Regions from separate parts of the Bombyx mori genome. Here region 2 is linked to region 1. Evidence: chromatin contacts called from public Hi-C data. All regions are on one chromosome and are shown on one strand. The core of a region is the stretch at or near the end of the contact, and the rest is flanking DNA. Distances in the headings are between cores, read along the strand shown.

Region 1 (7,775 bases), core at 1,920-4,419:
TATGTACACAATATTGTACACTAAAAACATCAAACAATTTGTATTTGTTTAGATGTGTCTATCATCAAAAATACCATTGTTTGGTAAGATGAAACAATTCCCATTCATTTAATTTTGTATCATAAACAAAAATAGCAATAAAGTTAATTTAGGTGTCAGTCTGAAATGAGTTTTAGGTGCAATAGCCTAAAGATAAAAATACCTGAACGTAGTGTATTTATTTCTTAATAATAAGTGGCAAATAGACAACTTTGTAGGATATTTGTTGTTATAAAAAAAATAACAAATTGGATGAAGCAATTAATATACTTGTTATAGGTTACGAGTTTCTTTTCCGTGAACAACAAAATAGTTGTTGAAATCTGAGGACTTGTTTAATGTTACAAAATTACAAACGAAGATAACATTACAGAAATATGTCATTTCCTACATTACATAAATGTTTTTTTGGGTCACTCATCGCAGTACACAGCTTTCTGTCGAAGTTATCAAGTTCACCTAATCACGTTTTGAACTCAGCCGTTACGCAATTCAAAAGCTCATGTTTATTATAAATGATATACTTCTTGGCGTTCATAATATTTTCGAATCAATCATTAAATATTGACGTATAAGTCTGAATTAATCATTTTAATTTCAAAATCGCAGTATATATTTCATAGCATTCTAGAAATATTATACTATTTTATTTTTCATAATTATTCAGACGATGCCAAGCTAATTTGAATATCGCTCACCTTAAGAAATAAGGTTGAGCTAATCACACCGTATCAACAGCTCTTCTATTCTTAAGTAACCACGCAGGCTCATAAAATGTACTACCATCTCGAATAATGTTTTCAAACATAAATGATTATTTTTGTGGTCAATAAAACTTTAGATTGAAGGTAATCTTTACGAGTCGCCCTTTGTCTCTCCATAAATTTGACAGATAATACCTTATCATATTATATTTCTCATATTGAATCATCAAAACTAATTACAGAAACGAGAAAGGTCAACCTAAAATCTGAATCCAAAAATATTTCGAACATTTCCAACGTAATAAGCCACTCTTGCGTACCTTTCTTGTATTATAATCAAACACTCCCGTAGAATCCAATTTACATAAACCTTTGTCCAAAGGTCAGAGCTTCACCATTTGCTATACATAGACCCTCGTATACATCTTTAAACACAGCTGGGAGTGTAGGCAATTTAACGGTATCAAATCTAAAATTATTTTTGTATTAGATGCAAAAAAAGCTTACCTTTTGACCTTTTCTAGTTGACCTTTGGCTTTTGATATTACCGTAGAGCTTACTGATTGATTACTTGACTTGTTATTTGGATCACTGAACATTTAAAGCTCTTAGAAAATACTTCTAAAAGTATGTAGTTACTTGATAGAGTTTTACACCAATGTGTTGGATAAATCTAAATATCTAAAAGCGTATGTAGTAGATTCAATTTTAAAACATGTAATTAATTTCTGTTATCTAATTTGGGTTGCATACATCTCCAATTAAGTTACGTCAGTCACGTCATCTATGGTATTGGGATTCGTAAGTGTAAATAATATAAAATTATACGTATCTAATTACCGTCTCATTATCAGATCTTAAGTTGTATAAACTAGAACAAATTGCTACCGCTTTATAATTCTATGAATCTAACCACAAATGTATATATAACTTAAAAAATATGTACTAAGCAATTATGTTTTTGTTTCTTCAACGTTTTTATGATAGAAAATAAAAAAATTCCTACCTATATTTTTTTTTATAATATAGAGTTTCATCAATCATCCGAAGCAAAACAATCCTCCATTTATTCGTTTGATCAAATATTAATTCCATTATACCCAAAGAGATGGAAAAAGAAAATTAAAAACCTTCATATTTCACATTTGAAAGGTTCTTGTAATCTGTATTCCAATTTTGGGTGTAGGTATACTGAAATCGAATAGAAAATACATGGAATTTTTCTGAAACAACGACTGATATTCTCTGAATACTCTCTCTCTCTCTTTCTCTCTCTGTGTCTCTCTCTCTGTCTCTCTTTGTATTTTTAATTATTAATCGATAAGTTGAATAATTATCGATTAAAAAAAACGTTTCTTTGTGTTTGCCATAATAATGAATTATGTACATAATAATAAATATGTACATTTTGAACATTTCGAAAGTGATGATGATACGGGTATGACAGTTCAGAATCTAATTTCTTGCACACGTTCGAAACAACCTTGCTGAAAAGGTCAGCTATTTTTAATGTATAATCTAATTTTTTTCTTTTGTCTCGTAGGCGATTCTTATTTTCTTATAATATACACAAGAATCGGCGGCCTTTAAATGGGTTCTTTATAGATCTTTTTTTAGAAAGTCGTTTAACGTTTTCTGTTTTATTTAATTCATTATATACGTATTTGCCTATTTACTTACGTTCCAATAAGTATCTTTTTGTGTTGTTTTGTTTTCTTTCTGTTTTGTTTAGTAGCTCAACAGCACGTTATTATTTAAGTGAAAGTTTCGTTCGTCTTAATATTCTGTGAAGTTGCCAAAGTATACAAGCTAGAAGATGAACAAGCGTCTTATTGGATTTACAGTAAATACCTCATCCGTATCGTTAATGCATTTTGTTAACTTCTTTTTTTTTATGGAACTACCTAAGCTGCTGGTCTTAAGAGACCATTTCAGCGTAATCTTTACTAGTAAGTGAGCTCACGGGGCTCAAACCTGACGTCGTTCCTAACACTAATCCTAGCAAGAGCAGTGCTTCGCAGAATCTACCAGCGGATCGGAAACTCGACCCACTGAGAAGAATGAGAGATCCGGCGAGAAACTCAGTGGGCTGTGTTTGTAAATTTTTAAGGGTTAATTATTTACTCGCCGAGCCCTTTATCGCAAGCGACGGCGACGCTGCGATGGGTTCGACAAGAACGATGACCGGTGCTTAGGGTACCTAAAAGCACCGTTAGTGGATCGCAACTTGTTAAATATGTTCAGATTCATACCAGTAACATCATATAATGAATCACTTACATTTTACATTCATTATATCAATATATACATAGATAGGTATGTTCAAATGGCACTAATGATCGATATTTTTGTTGCAGCGACAAGTGGATCTGGCAGCGGCCCAGGCGGGGGTGAAATGCGGCGCGGGGGTGACGTCACACCGCACACACAACCCCAGCGGAGGCTCATCAAAGTCGACTTTGACAATCTAGAGGTTAGAACGCGACTGATCTATGTATTTTAGGAGAGGCGTTACGTCGCTTTCATAAAGTCAGATATTGGATGCGTTAGGCAACCGATAAATGCGGGGCTTAGTGACATGTATTACATTTGGGGAATTCTAAAGACAGACATTACTAATAGTTGAAGTCGTCGTGGCCTAAAGGTCACCGGTGCACTCGTGTTGAGCGATGCATCGGTGTTCGAATCTGAGGCGGGTACCAATTTTTCTAATGAAATACGTACTCAACAAATGTTCACGATTAACTTCCACGGTGAAGGAATAACATCGTGTAATAAAAATGAAATCCGCAAAATTATAATTTGCGTAATTACTGGTGCCTGCCTATTTCTGCCGTGAAGCAGTAATGTGTTTCGGTTTGAAGGGTGGGGCAGCCGCTGTAACTATACTGAGACCTTAGAACTTATATCTCTAGGTGGGTGGCGCATTTACGTTGTAGATGTCTATGGGCTCCAGTAACCACTTAACACCAGGTGGGCTGTGAGCTCGTCCACCCATCTAAGCAATAAAATAAAAAATAGTTTTGCAAACGAAATCGAGCTTCCAAGAAAACGAAATGGTGTTATTTTTTTATTGATTGCTGATTGATAGGTGAACGGTCTTATGGCTCAACTGATATTAAGTAATTTAGTGGCCCATATATTATTATATAACCAAATTAATACCCTTTACGTATAATGAGTTTTGTGATCGGGTAGTACTGCATAATCTGTTTTCCACCCTGCAAACCGGAGCGCAAAGCTGCTTCGTGGCATAATTATCTAGGATGGTAATACCGGTCATACAATATGCCCTAACACCAGTAATTGAGCAAACTACGGGCTTCCTTAGAAAATATGGTATATGTCGCCGGGATTTGAACACCGAAATAGTCGCGTCGCTTGATACGAATATACAACAGGCGTCAATATCATTTAGGCCATGGTATCTTCTAGCTGCTTAGAAGTTCTGATTTGTTTCTTTTGATGATTTTCGAATTTTAGGGAACAAATATATGTCTTCCTTATTCTCAAAAAGAAATAGATATTCGAAATCAACATTAAATTGCCGTGTAGATTTTTAAATAACTTTGTTCGACCACTTATCTTTTTTGTTTTTTTTATTGCAACCGCACGTCACAAACTCACGTATTTGCAAGTTATTCATGCGTGTAATGACTTGTGCAGTTCGGCAGATATTACCTACCACTGAAAAGTATGTTAGTAAAGTTTCCTTGCATTCAAACTTATATTTTAATAAGTTTGAATGCAAGGAAACGTCTTTTAATTAGGGGGCTAATAATTGGGGGCCTCGATATTAATTTTCTATATACGACGATGATATTGCTCCCACAAATTTAGACTTAAATACCCGGCTTTGTATCAAGATGGTTCTTAGATTAACGCTTCCTTCACTTTAACAACGCAATAAAGTTCTACTAGATCTAACAGACTTTTATAAAAATACTAGCCGTACTCGCCCACTTCGCTGGGCATTTAAAATTAACATTATTATTTATTGTCATTATTATTAGGGAGACCAACACTCATATAAATATTGGCGTATCCATTAAGTGCATATATCTTCTGATACCAAGTTTCAAGCTAATCGGATGCATGGTTCAGTAGTTATAACGGAACATCCGTAAAAACCACTGTAGATTTGTATGTTATTATAGACGAATCTGCCGAAAGCAAAAGATAATTTACTATACGATCTTCAATACTTTCTTGTCTTTAAATACATACGCTATCAGTTAAATAAGCTCTCGAGTCTCCAAAAGGAGTTTTAACAGAATGCTTAAACATACATAATGTACACAAGTCAAATTTTTCTCATGTACTCAGTGAACATTTTACATTATAATTTTTTGTGGCATGATCTCAATTCCAGATTTTTTTCTATTTTAAAAAGACACACCTAACTTGAAAAACTTTGGAGGAAAAAGGCTGATGTTCCATGCCTGTCACTCTTAGCGTGACTTGCATAACTAACTAAATGAATCAAAGCTTTTTTGGTGTCTTACCTAAAAATTGTCACCGCATCAAACTGGTTCGAAGTAAAAATAGCTTTGCATAGTGCACAAAATTATATCCAAGCACTTGTCCTAACATATTTCCCAAGGCTTCGCTGCCCCAGATACTTGAGGGTACGTGACTCTCACCGTTACTACATCAGGAATAAGATCGCAAATTGTTTGTATATTTCATGGACGGAACTATAGCATACATTGGAATGGTGGTAAATAACCAGACCGTATAAAGGTCAATACTCTCAAATATGATTATGAAGGTGTGGTTTTATTCTTATTAAACGAATACGTAGTATATTTCAAATTATGTTGTTGATACTTAGCTTTATATTAGCAATCTTGATAGTAGCTTAAAGGCAAGTATCACTCATTATAAATCTGGACATTAGAAGTATATGCATGATTAGACTTTTTGAAATTGATAAATTTAAATGGAAATCGTTTAGAACCATAGAGGCTATTCTTTGTCTAGATCAGGGGTTCCCAAACTTATTTTGTCTACTGCCCACTTTGAAAATAAATTATTTTTTAGTGCCTCCACTATAACGACTATAGCGAGAGCTCTGTCGTTGTCTAAGAATCCTTTTAGATGAAATTACAAATCGCCTCCGAAGCCTCCACACAACGCCCCCATTTTTTGGTTCTCTTACCGCCCCCCATTAGACCTGCAGCGCCCACAAGGGGGCATTATCGCCCACTTTGGGAAAGGCTGGTCTAGATACTAATGGTCGGGTCAGAACGCTCGAACTAATATGCATAAAATGGGTTTTACACAAATTACCAATTACGTTATTTTTCAATATGGAGATTTTTTTTATTGCTTTGATGGGGAGACGAGTTCACGGCCCACCTGATGTTAAGTGGTTACCGGAGTCCATAGACATTTACAATGTAAATGCCGCTACCCACCTTGAGATAAGAGTTGTAAAGTCTCAGTGTAGTTACAACGGCTGCCCCACCCTTCAAGACGAAACGCATTACTGTTTCACGGCAGAAATAGGCAGGGTGGTGGTATTTACCCGTGCAGACTCACAAGAAGTCCTACCACCAGTCAAATGTTAATGAAGGTTGTCGGCGATGAGGTGAGAACGAGTTTTAAGTATGGAGTTCCAGTTGCATTGATTCCAAGCTAAGGCCAGTGTACGGCTATGATATAAAGATTCAATTATCGCATTAAGCATGTGAAACCTTCGTTACCTAATAGGTAAATCGCCCGCATCAGGCGTAGTTAACACGTGCTCTCAGTCAACTTTATTGCGATGGAAGGTAGGCCAAGAGCTCATTTTCCCGTCCGAGCGTAACTAGAATAGCCCCCTAGGCTACCAGCGAATAGTTAGGGAAAAAGAAACATAGAAAGAAAGAAAGAAAGAAAGAAAGAAAAAGAAAACTCATGTGGTCATACCGAGAAATAAAAAACTCCGAGTATTAAAAGTATCTGTAGAAAAGCCAATGTATTTTTTTACTAAACCTCTCAATAAATCAGAATTTGTGCGCAAAAGAAACTCATTAATGTTACCGAATTGTGGAATTCGTCACTGCTCTCATTATTTTGTATCATAATCGATTTTGAACTCGCGTTGACATTGATTTGATTACGTTCGTTACGTGAGTGAAATTCATTCGAGACATTTCTGGAAGTTTGTGGAATTTCATATAATAAAAAGAAAAAATGTCATTTATCACAAGTTAAAGCGCTGTCTGTTCACAGTTATCATTTGGTACCTGCCATGGGTCACAATGACCCATCGTCGCTTTTGCTTAATGTTGATCCAATTAATACAGAAACTAGCTAAATATTAGTTTTATACAGTAAAACAGGTATTATATAATGTTACTTAACTGTATTGATATTATAACGTGGTGTTGCATGAAACATCGCATGTAACGTGTTATACAGTAAAAATGAATTATTAAAAAGTATTTCAGTTTTAAATTCATGTGGCTCTCTAAAAAAATTTAGAGGTTTGATTACGCAAGTGACTTTTACTCTAGTCGAACGTGAATTGGACCGTGAAACGACGGAACCATCTATTTCGTGAGAGTTTTCGGTAAATCTAATATTATTAATACTAAAATAGTAATACTAATTAGACGTAGTTTGACAACAGAACATTAAATTTTAAAAAATATGAAATTAAAAAAAGACAGCACATACACTTACGTTATTTTGAATATTGTTTTGTTAGTTAAATAGTAATTAGAGTTTAAATTGTAATTAATATTGTTCAAACTCGTCATTCCTCTTAGGTTCAGCATTAATTTTTTTTGTTAGAAAACATCTATGACGCAATCAAATTGTTACGAAGGTGATGCTAATTCGATGAAAAAGGGCTCACTTCAAGAAAATAAATAAAAACAAAAAAGCCACTCTAGAGTCTTATTTAAATAGACTTTCGCTTAGAAATCGGGTTCTGAACTTGTTATGCCCAATCCGAGTCCAACTGTATGTTTTTATTTTTATTTTTTTTATTGCTTAGATAAGTGGACGAGCTCATAGCCCACCTGGTGTTAAGTGGTTACT
Region 2 (7,775 bases), core at 1,810-4,309, 36 kb before region 1:
TTTAATCCGCGGCAGATTCTGTACGGCTAGAGAGAAAACATACAATTTAGGAAGAGCACGAGTGAGAAAATAGACAGAGCGTCTTGCGAACCACTCGACCGTGGAGAGAGGGAAAGGACGAAGCGAGCTAGGTCGATTCTCTTATACACAGTATTTATTACAAGATAAATTTGATTTAAGGACGAAAAATGAAGAAAACTACAATACTGCACACCGCAAAAGAAGTTTCACTTCTTTCAGGTGTACCAAGTTGCAGGCGCTCCATTTTTTTAATTTACTGCGATTTTAAATCTCACCTATGCGGATTACTAGTTTTCATGTGACATGCTCTATGATGTTGTATTTTAAAGTCATCGAGTACTTTAGGTCTAACTTTGGTTGAAATAGTTCGAAAGACATGTTTTCTTTTGTAGCTGTATCCATATACATACAAGCCACAGCTTGAGTTGTAACTTGAACTCATATAAATAACAACTTCTGCGTTAATCAGTGCGCTTAGTGCGAGTTTTTAACGCTCTCGATAGCGTAAAAGTAACTCAAATTTGTATGCAGTTGGAACAGCGCCCCTAGCGGCAAACGTAGACAAACGTTCCAAATCCATACAAATTTGATTTGACTTTTACGCTATCGAGAGCGTTAAAAAACTCGCATTAAGCGCATTGAAAGTCCGTCAAGTAAGTAGTAAGTTAAATTTGTTTTGCATTGCAGTGTGAAGAAGGACGCCCACGCTATGATTCTCGAATTCATTAGAAGTAGACCTCCGCTGAAAAAGGTATGTGAAGTATTGCGTTATGAATTTTAGAATGTACTACACATTGACAAACCGACAGACATTGTCTCGTACACACGGCTTACATTCCAAATGTTCTTTTTTGAATAAATTGTGATGATCCAGAAAACATACAAACATAATTGACGCCATTAAAAAATTTTTTTTTGTTTAGTTGGGTGGATGAGCTCACAGCCCACCTGGTGTTAAGTGGTTACTGGAGCCCATAGACATTTACAACCCAAATGCGCCACCCACCCTGAGATATAAGTTCTAAGGTCTCAATTATAGTTACAACGGCTGCCCCACCCTTCAAACCGAAAAGCATTACTGCTTCATGGCAGAAATAGGCAGGGTGGTGGTAGCTACCCGCGCGGATTCACAAGAGGTCCTACACCACCAGTAATAAAGTGTGAACCGAAGTGTAAATTAAAATAACGACGACTTCAAGAAAAAGTTAAATATTCATTGACTTGAATAGTTGAAGATTTTAAAATTCAAACCCCTTCTTCAGGCCTCAGAACGTAAATTACCCCCACCGAAACGAGAGGCAACGCCAAGGGAGAAACTCCTCGCTTCCATCCAGGTCGGCAGGCGACTGAGACCGACACCATACTCCAACAGGCTATGTGAGTACGATTATTTTATTTTATCTGAAATTCATGAAGAATCTTCTTGAAGAATCATTTTTTGTTCATGTTACTTATCAATAGATGGCGTTAGTATGTGAAATAGCAGTTTTCTTTCGTAAATTATCACCGCGTATTAACTAATTTTGCGTAAAAATTGTAAGTTTTTTATTTTGAATTGTGTTTTGTTATATGTTACTGTAATTTCAAAGGAATTTATGACAACTTAAGTATGTTTTATGAAGCTGTGGCATTACCGTGTCTAGGAGGATATCTAACAAGTTCCTAATTGTATTTCACAGATCCCACCCTACCCTAACTGGAAAGTCCTCCCCCGAACCATATCCTTATCTAAAAGTTGGTATATGTGAAATAAATTATATGGAAACTGATTTTACCTTTATTTCAGTAGAAATTGAGACTTGCTTTTTATCTTTTTGTTTTTGTTTAAATGTCTTTAGGAGAAAAAAAGTATGGTAGATTTCAGAGATGTTGTTTTTCTTGAGATATAATAAATTGTTTTCAATCTTTGTATTGTCAAAAACATAGGTCTTTAGTCTTGACTACTGACATACTGATAATATAATATGTATTACGACATAATCAAACGCTAAAACCACTACTTATTTTAGTTCTTTAAACCTAAGAGATAGATAGATAGATATTTTAGTTCTTCCATAGAAAATTAAAGTACATATAGACGTTATATATAATATACATAATTAGGTGTTATAAAAAAAAAATGATTTTTCATTCATGAAATAATACTGTAAGTATGTACTTTTTTTCTTTTCGTCAACTGACTTTTTTTTCCTTGGTTAGAGTAATTTTTTTAAAGGTTTTTATCAATATACGAGCTGACGGCTGTAGGTATCACAAACCGAATGGGCCACCGCCCAATTTGAGACACGATCTCAAAGTCTCAAGTAGTATTTAAACTCTTTATTGACCGTTAATCCACCATTAATCACCAGCGGAAATTAAAACGTCTATGACGCATTCAATAACGAACTAGAGTTCTACAAAGCGAATAAATACGCTTAAAGAAAACTCTTCCAGGCATATTTGAACCGAGAGAACTTATTTGGGATCTCTAACCTGAAATTATATGAACTAGAGGTCCCGCAGTAGTCGAAATTCGACTATAATTAATTGGAATTGTAAGTTTGTATACTATTAGGATTGTATTTTATACTTCTAGAATCACAAACTTCGCCAAGACTACACTATAAAAATATTAACAAAGACAAACAATACTTCATCTCAATTTGACAACAGACGTCAAGAAGAAAAGTTTGACAATAAATAGTATGCATGTGTGTGTGCGTCAAATACATGGTATGTAGTGTGTGTAATGTTTTCTTTATTGATTTAATGTATCTTTTATGCACTTCTTTATATTTCACTTCTTCTTTATATTCTCTATAAGTGTGGAAAATTTCATACTCCTCCGTCCGCGCAAATTTCGTAAAAAGGGATACAAAGTTTTTGCTTCACGTATTAATATATAGATTTAAAAAAAAACATAAGTATAACACTTTGACAGCTAGAAACGAAAACTCAGTGGGCTGATGCTGTTAGCTAGATTTTACATCGAGTTCTTCGACGAGAACGGTTGTCTAATAAAACTGTTAGTGGATCGGGTGGATCCGTAAGGACGTGCCTAGGGTGTCCTTCCACCAATACATGCAGTACGCTGTATAGTAAAGAGAACTTTACCCTTATCGTCTTCTACTAAACGCCCTAGCATAACTATAAACATGGGGTGGCCCTATTTCTTGTAGTTGTATGAGTAAACCATTTTCAAAATATGAAATTAACTAAGTTACTCTAACAGCACGAATCGCAAAAATACTATTCCACCAAGGAGGTTAAACGCCTAATATTATTACATAAGAACCCGGTCGATACCCGAATTGCCCGGTGACCTAGACACCCATTTATATTTGCCAGACGAGCTGACGCCTTTTACGTCTTAGCCGTATATTTTATCTTCAGAATTTTGCGAACAAAACTGTTTTATTTGTAGGGCACAGAGAAAAACCTTCCTTAGTAGTCAATAAAGTAAGTTGATTTTCATGTATTAAGTGCTTAAATGAGGTTCCGGCTCTTTCACACAAACTGTATGTATGATTATTCAATTTGATATTTCTTAAGAGAGTTATCAATTATCTAGGAGACAAAAATCATTAGTTTATGAAACATTTCTCTTGGAGTATATCTGTGATGCGAAACTGGAAATTGTTTTTTTATTTTTTTACCATTTTCTGTTCATATCCTACGACGTCCTGTAAATTTTTGCTAAATTGAACAATAGTACTTAGTCGATTGTTAGTGAAACTATCTTATATCTCTATCTACTTATTCGCTATCTAAGGGGCTATTTCAGCTACGGGCCGAGGGGTAGGTGAGCTTACGGGCTTAATATGAAATAATTTGCTAACACTAGCTCAAGCATGAGTAGTGCTTCGTAGAATCTACCACCGGATAGGAATCGCGACCCACTGAGAAGATCTAGCGAGGAACTCAGTGGGTTACGGCGCAGTCTGATTCCTGAGCTGAATGGGTGGGTTCGAATCCCACTTTGGGGAAATGAGTGTGATTGATCCCTGGTTATTTATTTCTCTATTTCTCTTTGATCGTCCCAAATTACGATGACACAAAACAGGTACTTCGGATATAAAGAATTTGGCATTGAATTTATTTATTTCTTAAGAAAAAGTGACTAATTTGAATTCGATATTCGTTTGCGGAAAATCCAGAACCTTCTGACGTCACGAAGTCCTCCTACTGAGGTAATTGGAGGCTATAAATTAGTAAGCCGTAAAACTTGTGTGAGACCATGTACTCTCTATCTCTCGAACTATTCTTAAAGTGGTGCAGTAATGCGTTTCGATTTGAGGGTCGAGCCGCCACTATATGTACTATGCCACTGAGATTTAGACCTTGTGTCTCAAGGTGGAAGGTAGCGTTCACGTTATAACGCGTATCGCCTATGATAATATTTAGCACAGGAATGTGAGGTTCAGCCAATGTTATATTATATCTATGGAATTATTTTTTTTTGGAAAAGCAACATAAAAATTCATTATAAAAAAATTTGACGTGATTACGTCTTATAAATCGATGAACACCGGTTGCACGCACGAAAAAGTGTCACGTTCCGCCTGAGGCTGAGGGTGCAAGCGAGAGCGCGGAACAAGTGATGGAGATGCACGATCGGCCCAAGCGTTGGCTTGTGACACATTTATCTCTCTTCTCGCAGCTGGAATAGTTCTGCTACTGACCGTCCGATCGTCCGTAAACCGTCTTTATAGGCAATCAATTTTTTTCTAAACCAGTTTACACAATTACACAATCTTTCTGTTTATGTTCATTAGCAGAAGAAGAAAGAACAAAGCAATGCGTTTATAAATATTCTGTGAGTACGAACAAAGTACTTATGTTGAATGTACATAGAATCTGTAAGACCTATTTCGCATAACAAATAAAACACAATGACAGACAGACCCGATAACAATATTATCACTAGAAAATAGAATTCCTTTACGTAACTGTTCGTCACGATCGCCGCGTGGAACTGTAATTGCTCGCGATTGATATACATATCGACGCTTGAAAGGCAAACATGACTAAGCGACAATAACTGCTTTGTACGTAAATGATAGGCAAATACCATATTCGATGCGCAAAAAATATATATTTCTAGGTCTATTAAAATCATTTCAATCCTACAGCTACTAGCTGGATTATATTACAGTTAGATACGTTAAAATAAATTTTGGTTTCAGGTATTTCTTCAACTTTAAATTAGTCTACTGTAAAGTTCACGCATTGTCGCTTAGTCACGTTTGCCTTCTTGATATGTACTTACTCTGTGTGCCTACACACAGCTCGTATGTTGTTGTTAAAATGACTACTAAAACAAAACAAACAAAAACGATTTATAAACAGAGAAGAATATGGTAGGTACTTAACTACTTTTTAATTGCCTATTTATGGATAAATGCGAGATTTCACCACGTTCGTTGATAACGCCTCTGAGTTTTGGTCAAATGTCAAAAACTGTCAAAGTCCCATAAGTTTTAAGTTTATTTAATGTTCGTATTTTAATGGGAAATTTAATAGCGAAACTAGGCACGCCAAGACTTTCTACATAAAATTGCATTTAAAAAACCAATTGAATATTGAAATATTTCGACTTTTTAATTTTTATTTATTACTTTCTTCATTTTTTGTATTGCATTCGTCTAGGGCGAACGAATTCACGGCCTACCTGGTGTCAAGGGGCTAGTGAAGTCCATGGATATCACGGCGTTTTAATAAGGTATTTAGTAAAGAAAGCGAAGCGTAGGTAGGCCTCCCACATGGCTAAAGCATGTGGCACGATAAGCCTCGGGGGAATCCTATGGCCAGCATTGGACGTCCGTGGGCTGGAAAAAGGTACATACATATATCATAAATTACTGGATGGTGGTAGGGCGTCTTCTGAGCCCGCACGGGTATATACCAACACCTTGGCTATATCTGTCGCGAATCATTAATATGTCCTATTTTGAAAAATGGGTAACCCATTGTACTTTAATAGCACAATGGATGACACTAATACGTAGAACTTATGTCTCAAAGGGGTGGTAGCATTTATTTTGTTGGTGTCTATGGAGGGCCAGAGGTTGGTGTCTAAGGGAGTGAAGTCGTTTCCCGTTTAAGCAATAAAACCTGAGCTAGGAGTTTAAGGAAATCTTTAAAAAATTACCAATTTAATGGTGACCTCAGACTTAACTTACCTTTATTTTATATATTCTGACTGTCAATATGTATATCTTATACCATTGGCGAAAACGTCGAACATCCCAGAATTTATTTCATTAACCTTTAATTCATACCATATCGGTACATGGTTGAATTGAAAAGTCCCGCACAGCTGATTCAAATGACTTCAAACTAGCAGGTCATTGTCGCATTGTTTGATAGGAATTCGTGTACACCGGCTGCTCTACACATACCTGTACCTATTAGGCCATAGATTGTTTGAAGGTTTTTAGTTTCGAGTTATGAAACTTCAACCTTATGTGGCGTGGACATCGACATGTAGATAGATAACACTGCAAAAATTTAAAATGAATAGGTTACATAAATCGATTTCAATTTTTCTTTTTAAAAATACCAACGTTTTTAAATCTTATTTTCCAAACCGAAAGGATTGTTGCACAGAATATACTGCTCTGTAAAAAGAAAAGACAAAAAGCATGAACACAATAGCCGGTACTGGTTGAAAAAGGTTGGTTGCATAAAACGAGTCTATTGATCTGGTCGGACCTATTCATGATTACCTTGACTTAATATTGGAATTTTACAATTTCTGTATCTAATTACTTATAAAACTCTTTTTAATAACAGTCTTGAAGATATATTAATTAATATATAATCGATTTTGTAAAATTTTCTATGTAAAAACAATAAGTGAAGTAATTAAAACAGAATGAATCAACTATATTAACAGGTTTATACATACACGAGAATTGTTACTTATTAAAATAAGCAGAAGAAATGAAACAATGAAATGAATTTAAGAGACCGCTTACTGGCCTCAGTACAGCAGCGCGTACAATCTCCAAGAATTGCCGCAGTCCGTCTTAGGATGTAACGGAGCACGCCCGTCTGTGACTCTTAATTTAAAAAAAAAATTGACATGGATTGTGGCGCGTAGATTTTGAATATGCGAATGGAAAGAATAAAACATTTGTAAATAAGATTAATCATTCCCTATTGTGTGGCTTCCAATTCAACGCGCCACTGCCAGTTAGTTCTAATAGGATTTTCTGTTACGAACGGATCCGACTTCGCGGAAAATCATTAGTGGCGGTTGCAGTTATCTTAGTGCTGAAGTGACCTTTATTGTATCGTGCTAAAATTGAATTTTGTATTTGTGTTTAATTCGTTAAAATTTCACAAAATATGGGAGTTTTTATTACCAACACTTTGGCGATGGAAATAAGCCGTGAGTACTCTTATATAAGTTTTCTTTTTAACGGAATAGAGAGACAGAAAATAATATCTAATGTTTTCATATATATTTTTTCTCTAACGAAAAGTTTTTACGGAAAATAGTAAAAATAAAGTGACATTTAAATTTTAGATTAAATATAGATCTTATCAATGATTACGAATTATGCTAATGCAAATTGAATTTCATATCACAAATTGAAATTTAGAATTAGTATGCGGTAAATAAGGACTCCCTTGGCATGGCTGATATCTAAGAGCGATGGTGATCATTGACCATCATTTTGACCGATGAGTTGGGCTTAACTTAGCCTTCGGTGACTGTAAAATCTCATTAATCTTTTGTCTTACAAGGGAACCGTTCTTGTTTG

The links. Hi-C and Micro-C count contacts between places; a contact is called where the count stands out from the background.
Region 2: a contact with region 1 is called in a Hi-C map of posterior silk gland, with 1.6 times the contacts expected there. The contact joins two enhancer-like sites. A contact is called at or near these places in 2 of 7 Hi-C or Micro-C datasets (posterior silk gland and whole pupa).

Annotation. Positions count from the first base shown.
Region 1 is chr4:15,796,120-15,803,894 of ASM3026992v2, reverse strand. LOC101738498 (protein spire) reads left to right here. Exons shown (of 17, transcript XM_062668357.1): 9 at 3,101-3,216. Among protein-coding and RNA genes, the nearest start is that of LOC134198821, 6.5 kb to the right of the region's middle. Within about 2 kb of position 3,169, at least 3 of the 8 cell types and tissues checked have open chromatin away from gene starts, as enhancers often do.
Region 2 is chr4:15,832,490-15,840,264 of ASM3026992v2, reverse strand. LOC101738498 (protein spire) reads left to right here. Exons shown (of 17, transcript XM_062668357.1): 7 at 709-772; 8 at 1,284-1,398. LOC110386031 (a long non-coding RNA gene) reads right to left here and starts at 6,660. Exons shown (of 2, transcript XR_009973043.1): 1 at 6,186-6,660; 2 at 5,579-5,831. Within about 2 kb of position 3,059, at least 2 of the 8 cell types and tissues checked have open chromatin away from gene starts, as enhancers often do.